2 separate regions of the Ovis aries genome follow, and region 1 is linked to region 2. Evidence: chromatin contacts called from public Hi-C data. All regions are on one chromosome and are shown on one strand. The core of a region is the stretch at or near the end of the contact, and the rest is flanking DNA. Distances in the headings are between cores, read along the strand shown. Region 1 overlaps AP4S1 (adaptor related protein complex 4 subunit sigma 1). Region 2 overlaps STRN3 (striatin 3).

Evidence for each region. Hi-C and Micro-C count contacts between places; a contact is called where the count stands out from the background.
Region 1: a Hi-C map of liver shows a contact between it and region 2, with 4 times the contacts expected there. The contact joins two enhancer-like sites. A contact is called at or near these places in 7 of 16 Hi-C or Micro-C datasets (blood, hypothalamus, liver and 3 more).

Annotation. Positions count from the first base shown.
Region 1 is chr18:39,466,601-39,469,778 of ARS-UI_Ramb_v3.0, forward strand. All of the region lies in intron 5 of AP4S1 (adaptor related protein complex 4 subunit sigma 1), which reads left to right. Among named protein-coding and RNA genes, the nearest start is that of STRN3, 36 kb to the left of the region's middle. Within about 2 kb of position 1,546, at least 8 of the 54 cell types and tissues checked have an H3K27ac peak or open chromatin away from gene starts, as enhancers often do. A contact at or near this core is called in liver, where this site is marked.
Region 2 is chr18:39,416,931-39,420,318 of ARS-UI_Ramb_v3.0, forward strand. All of the region lies in intron 1 of STRN3 (striatin 3), which reads right to left. Among named protein-coding and RNA genes, the nearest start is that of AP4S1, 13 kb to the right of the region's middle. Within about 2 kb of position 1,976, at least 4 of the 54 cell types and tissues checked have an H3K27ac peak or open chromatin away from gene starts, as enhancers often do. A contact at or near this core is called in liver, where this site is marked.

The sequences.
Region 1 (3,178 bases), core at 296-2,795, 49 kb after region 2:
ACATATACACACACACATATATACATACCTATATTTGTGTGTGTGTATACACACACACACATTAGAAACCTATGTCCAGCACCAGTATGCCAGTATATTTTGGGGAAATGGCCATTTACCTTTTACTCTTGATAGAAATTGGCATGTTGATAAAGTTCATTTGCAGGCTGTGTTTGGAAGCCTCTGCAAGTTAACCAGGGAAATCTGAGCGCCCTCTAGTGGTGAGTGACCTAAATCTATGGTCCTTTTGGCCTAGGAGACCCAAGACCAGGCTGCATATTTGGGTGTATTTTTATTCAGCATGTAATATTCCATTTTAACTAAATCTTTTAAAGGAATTCAAGATAAATCTCTTCCTCCTTATATAGGGGAATAATAAAAATGCCTTTTGATTTAAGAAGTAATGGCACTGGTGGCAAAGAAGCCACCTGGCAATGCAGGAGTCTTGAGAGACACAGGTTTGATCCCTGGGTTGGGAAGATCCCCTGGAGGAGGGCATGGCAGTACACTCCAGTATTCTTGCCTGGAGAATCCCATAGACAGAGGAGCCTAGGGGGCTACAGTCCATAGCATCACAGAGTCAGACATGACTAAAGCCACTTAGCATGCACCCACAGTAAGTTAGCAAAAGCGTTTAATAGATATTTTGCCAGAAATACACCCAGGTTCTGCTTTCAGTCCTGCCACCAGTTGGGTGTGTGTATCAGACAAAACACATAAACTCCTCATCTCAGAATGATGGAATTAAACTGGAAGAGCTTTAATACCCTCTCAGCTTTAGTGTTTGATGTTGCCGTGACTCTAGATAACTGAGCTGAGTTGCCTTACACCTCGAGCAGGATGGGAGAGTCTCAGGTCTAGATATTCAGAATTCAAGTGAGTCAGATGCAGTAGGGCATGTGTTATATTTGGATTCATCGTGCTGATGTGTTTTATAGACTGACTAGGTGTTTATTAGAAGTAGAGATGGGTTTGTCTTTGTATCCGTCTAGTGTATAGCATGGGTCAGTGTAATAGAGCTCCAGCATTCTTGTTTGAATTTCATTTCCACACGAAAGCACATGATTTCTGTCTCTTCCCATCATTTTAGTTAGCTTCATTTTTGCCTTCTCTTCCGCTCTGACCTACTTATCCTATTTACTGTCCCTCAGCAGTTACTTAGGCACATCCACTTGACAGATTAGGAATTTTTCATCACTTAGAGAAGGGAGCTAAGTCTGCAGATCCGGAAGTGTCTGTCTGTACTTGAGGTGACGTTCACGTGGCCCTCCTGTGGTCTAATAGCACAGCAGCTGGCAGGGCAGGGGCACCGGTCTTCTACTGACCTTCTTAAAGGGTTTCTACCCTCAGCCATCTGAAAAAAAGTCACAGTACAAATCCACAACTCTATTCTACCTCATAAATAGTTCTGTTTAAACTGTCACATCAAAGATATCTAGGGAAGACTTCTCCACACCAGTTTTTAACAGGAAGACAAGGGAGCCCTTTAGAGGTGCCACCCATAGACACCCTGCATCAGCGCTCTGGTAGCTTGTACCTGGGAACCTGCCAGAGCAACCAACATTGTGCCCGGAAAGTAGCTTCCTTAGGCCTTGAAACGTTGAACCAGCAGCTGACTCAGTTGCAACCTGGAGCCAGCTACCCGGAACAGGTCATGACCTTTGTGTTTGCTTAGATTAGGAAAGCCCTCTGTGTCAATCCATATGGGAACAGACATGATTTAACCTCACAGAATTCCCAAGAAGCTCTTTACTCACAGTCTTTCTCCAGAGACATTACCACCCTATAGCTTTTAAAGGAGGGGGCGGTTTTCCAGAGCCTGCAGGGTTAGACACTGGGAAATTCAAAGTACCATTTACATATCTTCCTAGTACGGGCTTGTTCTACTTCTGGTAAGACTAACGTCATAGAACAAGGCAGATGGAATGTTAAAAAGAAACGACCTAAGCTCCAGAAATCAGGACAGAGATTCTGGCTTGTTGAAAACCGTTGTACTGAGTGGGAACTCTCTGGTGCAGAGTAGTGTCGAGTAGGGCAGCCTGCACCCCAGGGACCAGGCACAACAGTGACCTAAATCATTCGTGTTGCACTGCAGCCGCTCCCGCACCCTCTTCACATTCCACCCCGCCTGTGGGGCCGTTTAGTGCCTGAGGGCTTCTCTCAGGAAAGCTGGCCCTACCTGATATTTGGTAGATTGATTAAAGACTTCAAATTCCACAAATCAAGATGGTTCTTAGGAACCAACTGACGAGCCTCTCAAAATGTGTTCAGCTCCAGAGCCCCAGGTTTGCTGCTCTCTCCAGACAATTCATAATTCAAAGGAGCAGTTCAAGCCCCCTTCTGCTAAATTGTCAGAGGGTGGCACCAATGAACAGCACCGTGTGGGAAAAGCCCAGGTCCTCCCCAGCTCGGTGCACACCTGCTGTGTGTAAGGCACCAGAAACCTTGACACCCCTTTTGGTATTTGGTGCCTTTGAAGAGGCTTAAAAACTTCATTTATTTGGGCTGGAGTGGAATGCAGTAGTGCTGCCTTTAGACCTGGACAACCAGGGTCCCCTTCCTGGGCCCCGTGCTTTAGAGGAGCCCCTCTAGCTCTCCTTCAGGAGCATCCCTCTCTGTGGGATAAGGGTGCTCACCCAGAGCCTGCAGGCTTCCGCATCCACCCCTTGACCACCCTTGAACTATCTGGATCCCAAGAGTTTAGTGGATACCTGGACATCCCAGTGCCTGCCGCCAGGGCCTCTGCAGGCCTCTCTCCCATTCGTAACCCAGGACTGACGGCAGGAATGATGGAGAGGCTGGGATGGTAAGAAGGGTATTCCACACACATGCATGAGAAGAAAAGTCAGGAATAGGCTGGGATCCCTATTTATATTCTTGTGCCCATAAATACAGGCTAGGTCTAGAATCCAGAAATGTCTTCTTCATTCAAAAATATCTTTAAAAAAAAAATCTTTAGAACACTTATATTTTTATTTCACAAGTGCTTAAAGCCCAAAAGCCTGAGCAATTAGTTCCAGAAGCTTAAAGCTCATATGGGTGATGCGGAACACACCGCCTTTACTGTAGCTGAGGGTGGGGAGCAGGGAAGGCCTCCATCCTGTCTGCACTGTGACTCAGCTAGTTGGAGGAACAAAGGGACCCTGTCAACAGTAAGCAACACTACCAAGATTTGCCA
Region 2 (3,388 bases), core at 726-3,225:
GAGGCAGAAAGGGAACCAATATAAACAGGCGGGGGGAGGGGTGGGAAGGGTGGTGGTGGTGCAGGGGATCCCCTTTATGAAGAGGGCAGAAGTTTCAGAATAGTAACTGTACACAAAAGTCTAGATCAGAGCAAGGAGAATGACAGTTCTGAAGTAAGTTCTCCCCGCTCCAATTCCTCCACAAGAAAGAGGCAGAACTAACAGACAATGTGATGTGCTGGAGTCTGAAAACCCTGACAGATTAGTAAAAGCTTTCAGAAAAACAGCAATAGGTACACAGGAAACTAAGCAAATTTTAAAAAAGCGGGGGACGGGGCAAGTAACTCCAAGAAAAACAAAAACTTTACAGAAAAGAAACAGGACTCATAGTACACTTTCTGTCCCACAAATTATACATAAATTATTAGACTTGACTCATTATTTGTATGGTCATAGTAACATAAAAGTTAATGATTTACCTAACTTTATTACCTATACTGAAATACAGTAAAAGGAGACGTGGGAAGTGTGATAAACTCTCATAGCATATACAGGGTTAGGTCCTTTATCCATGGACTCTGGCATCCACTGGGGGTCTTGGAATATACCTTTTGCTGATAAAAGGGGACTACCGAAGAGAAAAAGTTCTGAAAAGATATACACCCCAAAGCAGTGTTGTTCCTAGAAAACTAAGATTATCAAAAGAATCACTATATTTGACATTTCTGTAGCCTTACTTTCATATATTACTTTAACAATAACTAAGAGTCGGATACGACTGAGCAACTTCCCTTTCACTTTTCACTTTCATGCATTGGAGAAGGAAGTGTCAACCCATTCCAGTGTTCTTGCCTGGAGAATCCGAGGGACAGGGGAGCCTGGTGGGCTGCTGTCTATAGGGTCACACAGAGTTGGACACAACTGAAGTGACTTAGCAGTAGCAGCAAGAATTAAAAACTAATGTAAAAAATTTACAAAATAAATAAAAGCAACTGAGTCCAACCACACAACAAAAATTCAAAACATCATAAAATAAGATCTTCATGAATAAACAATGGTATTTGTTAAGCTTTTAAAGAAATCAATCAAAAAAGAAAATGGGGAAAAGATAACTCATTATAAGTACAAAGTTCAACTTGCTGTTTGATGATAAAGTATCCTTCAACAGTGTCTGTGTCTCCCTCTCTTCCTCTCTTTATACATATGCATAAAGAAACAATTCATTTCTGAAATATTTGTTTCAATAAAAGAAAATACCTATCTTACAATGTTTGCTGGGCCTTTTTTTAAATAAGGAAAACAGAAAAGTTGCCAGTAATCCTACGACCCAAAGATCACAAAGTTTATTTTAAAACATTTGTAGTGCGTTGTTCAATATATTTTTTAACATAGCTGATTTCACACGTAACATGGATCTCTGCTTTTCAGCTTATCATAAGCACTGTCTAGTCATTAAACATTCTTCATAAAAATCATTCACTATTTTTGACAGAAAATAGTAATCCCCACTCCCATGCATTAATCCCAAGCACAGATTCATTTTAACTGAAACTGTGATCTCTTACACTCTATTTCCCACAAGGGGGAGACAGAACTTTTTAAAAAATATCTTATAATAAAAAACAGTTTGGTTTCATTCCAATATCAAATGAGGAGATAAGAGAAGAGTAGTCATTTACTACTGGTGTTATCTCTATCTGGTGGGCTTTTTCCCCTATTATGTACTACAAAAATTACAATTCAGTTTCTCATATCTAAGAACTTAAGTGGAATGTCCTCAGCAACTTCACTCATTTAACAAAGATTTAGCAAACACCTATTATGAGACTTTCCTGGTGACTCAGTGGTAAAGAATCCCTCTGCAATGCAGAAGACACAGGTTCAGTCCCTGGGTCTGGAAGATCCCCTGGAGAAGGAAATGGCAACCCCCTTGGATCCAGTATTCTTGCCTGGGAAATCCCATGAACAGAGCAGCCTGATGGGGTATAGTCCATGGTGTTGCAACAGTTAGACACAACTTAGCAACGAAACCACAACGACTATCACCATTATGTGCCAGACCCTTTACTGTCACATTAGGTATACATGAGTTTTCTAAAAAAACATAGAGCCCTCCTTTCAAAAAGTTTACAATCAATCTTAAAGAGGGAGGGGAGTATTTTTAGAATTACAAGTTACAGTAAATATTAAGAGCAAAATGACCAGGGTATACGCTGATATATGCAAAGTATAAAGATGTGTAATTAAATACATTTTAGAATCAACTACACCCCACCCTCTCTTTTTTAATATAAGCTTATGAAAGTCTGGTCTACTTTTTAAAACTCTGGGGAAAAAACCAACAAAGGTTAATTTAGGCCACTCTGAAATAGTTTTATTGTCTGAGACAACTGTTGGTGGCATATTATCACACCCATCCATTGTTTCTCTATCACTGTGTTTATTCCTCTTCTCATCCACCCACCCCCTTTTTCCCTATTTCATTTTTCTGTCTTTCTCACTCCTTACTTCCTCAGGACTTCAGTAACAGACTTACAGCTTAAATAGAACTGCTTAATTAATGGCTTTCAAAGCTAAAACATTTGTGATTCCTAACTTAAAATTCAGACTAAATGCAAGCCATGAAACAACAAAGCATCATATAAAATTTAGTTCAAATATTACAAAACAAAAAAGCAATATAATAGAGTTTATTTTGAGGCAGAAGGCTGGTTGCTCACACATTTAAGAACACAGTGCAGGGACTTCCCTGGTGGCCTGGGGGATGGGGCTCAATCCTTAGATTCCACACGACGCAGCTAAGACCCAGCATAGACAAATAAATAAATGAATACTAAAAAAAAAAAAAAAAACACACAACAACAACCAGATACAAATGTTTCCTGAAACTTCAACACAACCATTCAACAATAGTGGGGTAGTTAAATCAACTATGGCATGTATAAGAAACAGACTACTATGCAACTGCTATTAAAACAAACAAACCAAAAAATTGCGAATGTTCTCCACTAACAGAATTCAAATTCCAGGAAACGTTAAATGAAAATGCAAAGGGAAAAAGAGGTATATAGTTTATGAACTGTCGTATCAGAAAGAGAAGAAAATCAGTATACCTATTTGTTTACATCTATCTGACACAGAAACTGGAAGCAGGACTTCCCCGGCGGGCTAGTGGTTAAGAATTCACCTGCCAATGCAGGAGACATGAGTTCGATTCCTGATCTAGGAAGACTCCACATGCTGTGGAGCAACTAAACCTTTCCAACACAACGACTGAGTCCATCCACAAGCTGCAACTACTGAGACCAGGAGCAGCAGCTGCTGAAGCCCACACGCCTAGAAGCCGTGCTCTGCGACAAGAGAAGCCACTGCAGTGAGACGTGTGCGTGCCGCATTGAAGGGTAGCCCC